2 separate regions of the Sus scrofa genome follow, and region 2 is linked to region 1. The links are chromatin contacts, called in public promoter capture Hi-C maps. All regions are on one chromosome and are shown on one strand. The core of a region is the stretch at or near the end of the contact, and the rest is flanking DNA. Distances in the headings are between cores, read along the strand shown.

Evidence for each region. Promoter capture Hi-C pulls out the DNA fragments that hold promoters and counts their contacts.
Region 2: a contact with region 1 is called in a promoter capture Hi-C map of fetal liver, with 2.6 times the contacts expected there. The contact joins the promoter of KDM7A here to the promoter of ADCK2 in region 1. A contact is called at or near these places in 2 of 5 promoter capture datasets (fetal liver and liver), 4 of 47 Hi-C or Micro-C datasets (embryonic fibroblasts, heart right ventricle, mesenteric adipose tissue and 1 more) and 1 of 2 datasets of contacts at active chromatin or transcription factors (alveolar macrophages).

Annotation. Positions count from the first base shown.
Region 1 is chr18:9,171,211-9,175,365 of Sscrofa11.1, reverse strand. ADCK2 reads left to right here and starts at 2,357. Exons shown (of 8, transcript XM_003134607.4): 1 at 2,357-4,150. The coding sequence starts at 3,215. LOC100514807 (a long non-coding RNA gene) reads left to right here. Exons shown (of 3, transcript XR_297874.3): 3 at 1-92.
Region 2 is chr18:9,579,668-9,583,822 of Sscrofa11.1, reverse strand. It overlaps KDM7A (lysine-specific demethylase 7A), which reads right to left and starts at 2,355. Exons shown (of 20, transcript XM_003134614.4): 1 at 2,030-2,355. The coding sequence starts at 2,223.

The DNA.
Region 1 (4,155 bases), core at 1,108-3,607:
CACACCTGTGGCATATGTTAAGTTCCCAGTCTAGGGGTCGGCTTGGAACTGTAGCCGCTGGCCTACGCCCCAGCCACACCAGCTCTGAGCGAAATCTATGACCTATACTACAGCTCATGGCAATGCCCACTGAGCAAGGCCAGGAATCTAGCCTGTGTCCTCATGGATACTAGTTGTGTTCATTACCACTGAGCCACAACAGGAACTCCCATTCTCTCAGAATTTTATTTTTTTTTTTGTCTTTTTAGGGCCATACCTGCAGCATATGGAGGTTCCCAGGCTAGGGGTCAAATTAGAGCTATAGCTGCCGGCCTACACCACAGCCACATCAGATCTGAACTGCGTCTGTGACCTATACCACAGCTCATGGCACCGCTGGATCCTTTACTCACTGATTGAGGCCAGGGATTGAACCCTCAACCTCATGGTTCATTCATTTCTGCTGTGCCACAATGGGAACTCCCCAGCATTTTGTTCTTAATTACTGTTAAAGATACTAATTGCCAGAATCATAAATGTAAGTCTAGAGAATGCATGTAGCTGTAGTTAGACTCCTCACCCCAAGTTGCTTAAGGAGAAACAGAGGCCCAGAGAGACTCGCCTGAGGTCAGGTGGTTACCTCTTAACGAGGGGGCTAGAACTCAGGGCTTCTGGTTTCAAATTAGGTCCTCAATAAGGCCCTTGGTGACTCAGAGGCACACAAGAATATTCTACACCTTTGGGACAGAGTAAGTAAATAAATGAGAGAAAGGTGCCAAGGCTTAATGAATGGCCTGCCCTATTTGAAACTGGTGGTGGTAGGTATGACCTTGGGAACTTCGAAGGCGTCTGCAGCATCTTACGGAAATGGGAATGGATTATTATTTTGGCTGTCCTGTGGCATATGGAGTTCCCAGGCCAGGGATCAGATCCAAGGCACAGTTTCCACGTAAGCCGCAGGTGTGGCAACGCCCCATCCTTAACCCACTGTGCCTCACCAGGGATCGAACCTGCATCACAGTGCTCCCAAGACAATGGTCAATCCCACTGTGCCACAGTGGGAACTCCTGGGAATGGATTATTAGTTAACAGTGCAGGAGTAGCCATTCCTAGCTGTATGGGCAGCCCAGGTCCCTGCATGTTCTAGCATTCCTTGGGCTGTGAGTGGCAGATAGACTTCAAGCAGCACATGCGGGCAGTGTCCTTATTTCTGTCCCTTGGGCCCTTCCATTTGTGAGGCCCACAGACCCCCCCACCCCCTGGCAGATTTTTATGGAAGCTTGGCACCCATGTGGAGATAAAGGGTTGTATAGGTAGAAGTGACTGTGGTACCCCATTGCAGGCAGCCTCATAAACCCCCAAGAGCAGAACAGAACACTGGGCCATCCCTGACAGTGTTGGCTGATTTCCCAGCTCTGTTCTGCTCCTCCTGGCTCTTTGGAGTTATCTGACCTTCCTTTGGTAATCCAAGGTTAAATAAACTCCCTAAAAACCTCACACCAAACTCATTCCCATTTGGGGTCGTAATTCTTTCTGGGGCTGGACACCCTCCCACCCCCATGGCCCTCCCTTCCTCTCCCAAGCAGCCTCCGTCCTATGGGTTCTCCCCGTTCTTCATTTCTTTTATCAGTGAAGAATCTGTTAAGTCAGGATGTGTGTCCCCAGGTCCCTACAGTGTACATATTATTGAGCCTCCATAAATACTAGGCTGAGTTTAAGAACTACTTACTGGCCTTGGAGTTCCTGTTGTGGCTCAGCAGAAATGAACCCGACTAGGATCCATAACGATGCGGGTTCGATCCCTGGCTTTACTCAGTGGGTTAAGGGTCTGGTATTGCTGTGAGCTGTGGTGTAGGTCGCAGATGGGCTCTGATCCCAAGTTGCTGTGGCTGTGGTGTAGGCCGGCGGCTGTTAGCTCCAATTGGATCTCTAGTCTGGGATCTGCCAGAAGCTGCAGGTGCGCCTCCCTCCGCCCCCCTCAAAAAAGAAAGAAAGAAATACTTACTGGGCTTAATTAGTATTGGTTGAATGAGCGAACATTCTTTACGGAGCCACTCCCCAAGGTGCAAACACATTCCCCAAATAGGTGCAGCCTGGGACTCCGGGCCTTTCAAGGACAACACCCCCACCCCTCCCACCGTGGTCTGTGGGACCATTGTTCGGGAAAGGGCTTTCAACTCCTCCACCGTTTCCGCGCTCTTTGTAGGGAAAGCCTAAGATAGCTGGAGAGCCCGGCGCACAGGGGACAAAGAGGGGGTGTCGGGGGCGCATTGGCGTTGGAAGTGAATTTTAGCTTGGGGAGCCTCCGCCGGAGTCTGCGCCGCGTCCCCTTTAAGGGGCGGTCCCGGAAGACGCAGGCCGCGCGGCCTCTGAGCCGGGATTCCCGGCCCCGCGCGCCCGACCCCCGCCTCGCCGTCGGGTTCCCTCGCCCTCGGCGCCCGGATCCCTCGCCTTAGCCGCCCGGATCCCCCGCCCACGGCGTCGGGGTCCCCGGCCCTCCGAGACCCGATCCCTCGCCCGCCGCGCCCTGACCCTCCGTTCTCCTTCCACGCCCTTGGCGTCCAGACCCCCCCACTGCCCACCGGTCCTCGGCTCCCTGCAGCCCCAGCCTCAACTCCAGCTCCTCCCAACGCCGTCCTCGGTGCCCGGGTCCTCGGCCAGCCGCACTGTCCCCCACTGCCGCCCCAGCTCTCAACGCCTCGCTCTTTCCCGCCCGTCCTCGCCCGGAGCCCAGGCTCTCGGCACCGCCGCCTCCCCCCATCTCTACTCTGCGCTCTGGCCCCCAAGCGGGTGCCCGGGCACCCCCGCGACCTCTCGCCCGCCCGCGTGCGCGGTGACCCTGCGGCCGCCCGGCTCTGTCTCCGCCCGCGCGGCCGCCTCGCGCAGGTCACGTCCCCGGCCTGGGCCTGGCTGGCCCCCTCCGGGGCTCAAGCCTTCAGGCCTCCGGCCCAGGCGAGGTACCCGGGAGGAGCCGGGACGGATGGGCGGGCCCCTCCTGAGGCGGAGGCGGGGCAGGGCTGCGGGCCCTGGGGGCGGTGTGGCCCTGCAGGGCACGACCGGGATCAGGACCGGCCTTAGGCTGCACGACGAAGCTGAGGTCTGAGCGTCGCCCATCTCACAGCTGCCCCACTTTTCAGTGGAATACTCAGCCGGCGCCCTGGACTCAGTCAGCCTTGCGATGGCTGCTTCTTAAAGCGGAGGGTAGGCAGCCTAGGCTGCGGACTTCTGGAAGAGGATGGTGACGCCCTGGCGCTTCTCTGTCAGGGTCTGCTTGTCGCACCTAAGGGGTTTTGAGCTCAGAAGGGAACTCGGCCTTCTGAGACCCGCTGGGTACTCTTGCAGGGCTAGACTCTGTTGGCTTCTGCTTGGCACTTTGCCCAAACTCGTCTCTGTCTCTGAAGACACTGGTGGGGAGGGGGCCCCTGAGAGCTTGTGTCGGCAGAGGGCCCGCCGGAGTGTCCTGGCTGCACATGGGCCCCTGGGGACAGTCCCCCCAGAGGGACGGCTGGACGGTCTCCTTCTGCACCTGCGGATCTGGCTCAGGGCGGGGGCCCTCCTGGTGAAATTCTTCCCCCTCCTTCTACTCTACCCCTTCACCTACCTGGCTCCCAGTGTCTCCAGTCTCTGGCTCTACCTGCTTCTGAAAGCCACCGAGACCTCTGGCCCAACGTACATCAAACTGGGCCAGTGGGCCAGCACCCGGCGGGATCTCTTCTCAGAGGCTTTCTGCGCCCAGTTCTCCAAGCTGCATGTCCGGGTGCCTCCTCATCCTTGGACTCACACTGAACACTTCCTACGGCAGGCCTTTGGAGAGGACTGGGGGAGGGTCCTGTGCTTTGAGAAGCTGGAACCCGTGGGTTCAGGCTGTGTGGCCCAAGTGTACAAAGCTCGTGCCAACCCTGCCTTCCTGGAAAACGACAGCATCCAGAGACTGGCCTCGGCCTCTAGCCTGCAGCCTTCTTCGGAAGCTGGGGTGGTCGGGAGGCTGAGAGAGCGCCTTGGACCCCAGGGGAAGGCCTGGGGGCCTCCAGGAAGTCTTGCGGACCACTCATTTCTAGAGAAACTGCTCCTCCCTAAAGCCGATCTGGTTGGATCCAGTGCAGTCTTGTTTCAGGCTTCGGGGCCCGTCCGCAAACCAGAACCAGATCACCTCATCCCGGTCGCAGTGAAGGTGAG
Region 2 (4,155 bases), core at 1,106-3,605, 410 kb before region 1:
ATAAACAAAATTCTAGTCTAAAATCTATTAAGCTATCAAATCTCTGCTTTGTATCATGGCACAAATTTCTGAAGCAGCTAAAATGGTTCTTTGAAGAAATAAGTATTTACATAATCACCAGGGATTCGGGTTTTATTCTATATGTAACCTAGATTTTCGGATAATCTCTATTCTGGTTGCCTATGATGGGGAAAGTGGGTGTAAAAAAATTGGCAAGATTAGGTGTCTTCATAGATCAGTTTCACATACAATCAAAATAAGGGAAAAAAACATCGGGTTTTATTGAAGCGATTAAAAAAAAGAACTTTGGATAATTTATTCTTAATGACAAGTGGCATGGTGGTAACAGCATTCCCAGCATCCACCAGACTGTTAAAAGATTACCTGATATACAAAATAAGGACGCTGTCCTTCTTTCGCAGTGACAATCTGTTGAGTGTTTCCCCCTCTGCAGCTGTCAGAATTGTGCCACCTGAAAACTGATTAGTAAAACTAACTGTACTTGAAAATTCAGCAAAACTAACTGTATCTAGCACTGAACACTGACATGAACGCTGTGCTGAACCGGTTTTCTCTCCCAGGGCCAGCAGAGGGAGACTAAGACATCTGGCCTGGTCGTGTGGTGTTTCTGCGAAATTGGGGAGGGGGGGAGCGGAGGCTGTATTTAAATGTCCTGCTGTCAATCAAAGGACACTTCCTACAATCACAGTCACCATATCTGCTATTACCCGGGAGCGTACTCTCGCCAAGATACACCGCCAAACGGTGCTGGGGAAACCTGCTTCACCTAAAGGTGACCGCAGGCTTTGCCACAACACCCAAATAAGGACTTTGGGAGCCCGACCTCAACTAGTTTCTTTGTTTAAATGCCTGCGAATCCCTCCCACGCCGGAGTCAAGAGGCTGTGGCGCCGCCCTTTATTAGCCTCACACTTTGATTACAAAACACACGAGTCGGCGGCTCGGCGGCGGAGGCGGCCCGAGCTCTCACAAACGTCAAACCCAAACGCAGGCAGCGGCTGAGGCACAAGGCGACGCTCGCCGCCCCCGCCACCCGACCCCAAGTCCCCACCGAACGGCGCAAGTTCGCCTGCACCAGGCCCCCGGGCGCTGGCCCCGGGCTGCCCGGGGGTCGCCGGCCCTTCGGGCGACGGGAAATTTCACTCTCTGTAAAGTTTGAGCGGCGGCGCGGGGGCGGCCCGGGGGCGGCGGGGACGAGAGGCTGTGCCTCCGGGCCCCGCTGCCCACTCCATCCGCTCCACCCCCGCCGGGACGGGCTGCGCCGGGGTGACGGGTGGTTGGCACGACCGCAGCCGACCTGACGCCCCGCTCGGGACCCCCGGCCCAAACTTCCGACTGGCATCTTTCAAGTCCCCGAAAGTGCCTCATCTGTTGCTCTGTTTACTCCGCGGAACCCCACCGGGCGGGCGCTGCCGACGCCCCCGTCCCAGAGCCCGGGGGCCGAGGAAGTTTGATAAAGACAGGGGAAGGGGGCGCGACCGGGACCCGCAGAAAGAGGGCAATTTCTGGAGACCCCGGGCCGGGGCCAGCCGGTCGCCGCCCGGAAGGAAGGCGGGGAGGGCGGCCGGCCGGGCGGCGACTTCGGGCTGGGAGTCCCGGGCGGGCGGGCGGCCGGGCGGGGCGGCGGCCGGGCTGCGGGCGCGGCGAGGGGCGGCGGGCCGGGCCGGCGCTCCGCCCGCCGCCTCCGCCGGCGCCTGCCCCGGCCGCGTCCCCTCGCCCGGGTCTCCCCCTGCCAACTTCTCGGCCGGCCCCCTTTGTTCCCGTTTGTTGTGGCGACTCTTCGCCCAGCCAGGCGATCCCACCAGCCCCCCTCAGCCCGCCCGGCGCCCGGCGAGCCCGGGACCCCGCGCGCCGCGCTGCCCGGGCCGAGGGCTAGGAGCCGGAGCCCCTGAGCGCTCGACGCGGCGCGGCGGCCGAGCGGAGAGCGGCTCGGGCGGCCGGCGCGGCGACGGCGGCGGTTAGCCGGTGGCCGGCGGCAGCGGCGGCGGGGCTAGAGGGGGTTTATTTACCTGCCGTGGAACCAGTCCTTGCAGATATCGCACTCGATCATGAAACGGTTCACGTCGTACGGCTGCCGGCACACACAGTACACCGGCGGGGGCGGCGGGGGAGCCGAGGCCCGGCCGGGAGCCGCCACCGACACGGCTGCCGCGGCGGCTCCAGCTGCTGCTCCCGCGGCCACCGCCGCCGCCGCTCCGGCCATCTTTAAAAAACACACACACGCTCGCTCGCTGCTCCGCTCGCCGACTGGAGCGAGCGCAGCCGCCAGCCAGCGCCGCCTCCTGCAGCAGCCGGAGCAGCAGCCGCGGCGCCGGCGGCGGCGGCGGCGGCGGCGGCGGCGGCGGCTGCGCCCCAGTGCGCGCGCGCGCGAGGCCGCGGCCCGGCGAAGGGGGGCGGGTCAGCGGCGGGCGGCGGCGCGCGCACGACGCGCGAGGTCCCGGCCCGGCTCCTTCCGGCGCTCCGCGCGGGGCCGTGCGTCTCGCGCACGTCCTCCTGCCGCCGACGCGCGCACCGCGCTCCCCTCGCGTCGGCCGGGCGGAGGGACAGGCTGAAGGGCACGCGGGGCGGGGGAGGCGGAGAGAGAGGCGGAGGGAGGCGGAGGGAGCCAGAGGCTCCCTGAGGACACGCGCTGTGGCGCTGGGAGCGCGGCCGCAGGAGGAGAACTGCGGGAGCGCGCGAAGAGCCGGCTTCTCGGTTTCTGAGTGAACGCCGAGGCCGGGGAAGTTCCTGCGCAGTGGAAAGCGGCGCACGCTGCGTTTATGCTCAGAGCCGCAGAACCGAGGAAAGGAGAACGCTGCCGGAGCCACCTCCCGAAGTCACCTAGCAGCCTCCCCGAGACCTCCGGGGTCCGAGTCGAGGGTTAACACCACGGAGAGCGGGTTATGCCCGGCAGATGGGCAGGAGTGTGCTGGGGAGTCATTCAAACTTCCAAAACGTCCCAGCCGATTTCCCACCGACTAGCCAGGAGATTAGTGTTGATGGAGCCACTAGTAGGTGAAGGAGGTTGTTCCCAAGAGGAATTCAGTTAATTCAGTCTGTGCGCCGAGAGGGGCCAGGCTTCAAATGTAGTGGGTGGAGAAAGGACCGGAGAGGAACTCGGCGTGTTTATAAATAACGTGAGACGCGAACGCTGAGTTCCAAGTTTGGAAGGTTGGGATAAAATTCTAAATGTGATGACGCCTCGGGAAGGGGCTGCCACGAAAACCAGATAATACGGTACTTGGCACATAATAGGCCACTAATAAATGTTTTTGAATGAAGGATGTGATTGATAAGGATAAAAACAGCTAGCACATACCGAATAGAGAAAAATTGCCTTGGAATCATAACCACGCAAATTGGAAGGGATGTTAAGAATTATGGAATCAGATATTTGTAGCTGAATTTCGCAGGCGTTTCTATCAATGGTAAAATCCCAATAGCTCCAGGTCTCACTCAGCCCCAGGCAGAAAATCACTGATTTATTCTAATCTTTTTATAATTGAGGAAAGCAATTAAGTTGCCTCAAGTGTCAGATATGAGCTTAAGCTAAAGTTTTTAAGTTCGATTCTGTATCCAGTCCTCTCTCTACCGCTCTATTGCTTGTCACATATGTTTTGGGAAAAGAAAAACCTGGAAATCAGAGTTAATCCCAGAATGAATGAGTTTGAAACACTTCTACTAGTGAAAAGAGAATAGTTACTGTGATTTTGGCATATGTTTAGAGGCATCCTGGATTGGTGGAGTGAAAAAAAAGGCTTACATTCAGACCCTGTATTATGGAAGCTGAGTGACCTTGGGCAAGTCACTCCATTTCTCTTGAATTAAATCCTTGAACATCTGTTCAAAGAAAAATTGTGGATAATATCTTCCTTAACTACTTCACAGAGGCTTATTAACAAGCAAGGGGATCATGTATCTTTTTGTGTGTGTCTTTTTTTTTTAGGGCCGTAGCTGTGGCATATGGAGGTTCCCAGGCTAGGGGTCCAACTGGAGCTGTAGCCGCCAGCCTACACAGCAGCCAAGGCAACACCAGATGCAAGATGCTTATGTGAACTGCACCACAGCTCATGGCAACGCTACATCCTTAACCCACTGATGGAGGCCAGGGATCGAACCCGCAACGTCATGATTCCCAGTCGGATTTATTTCCACT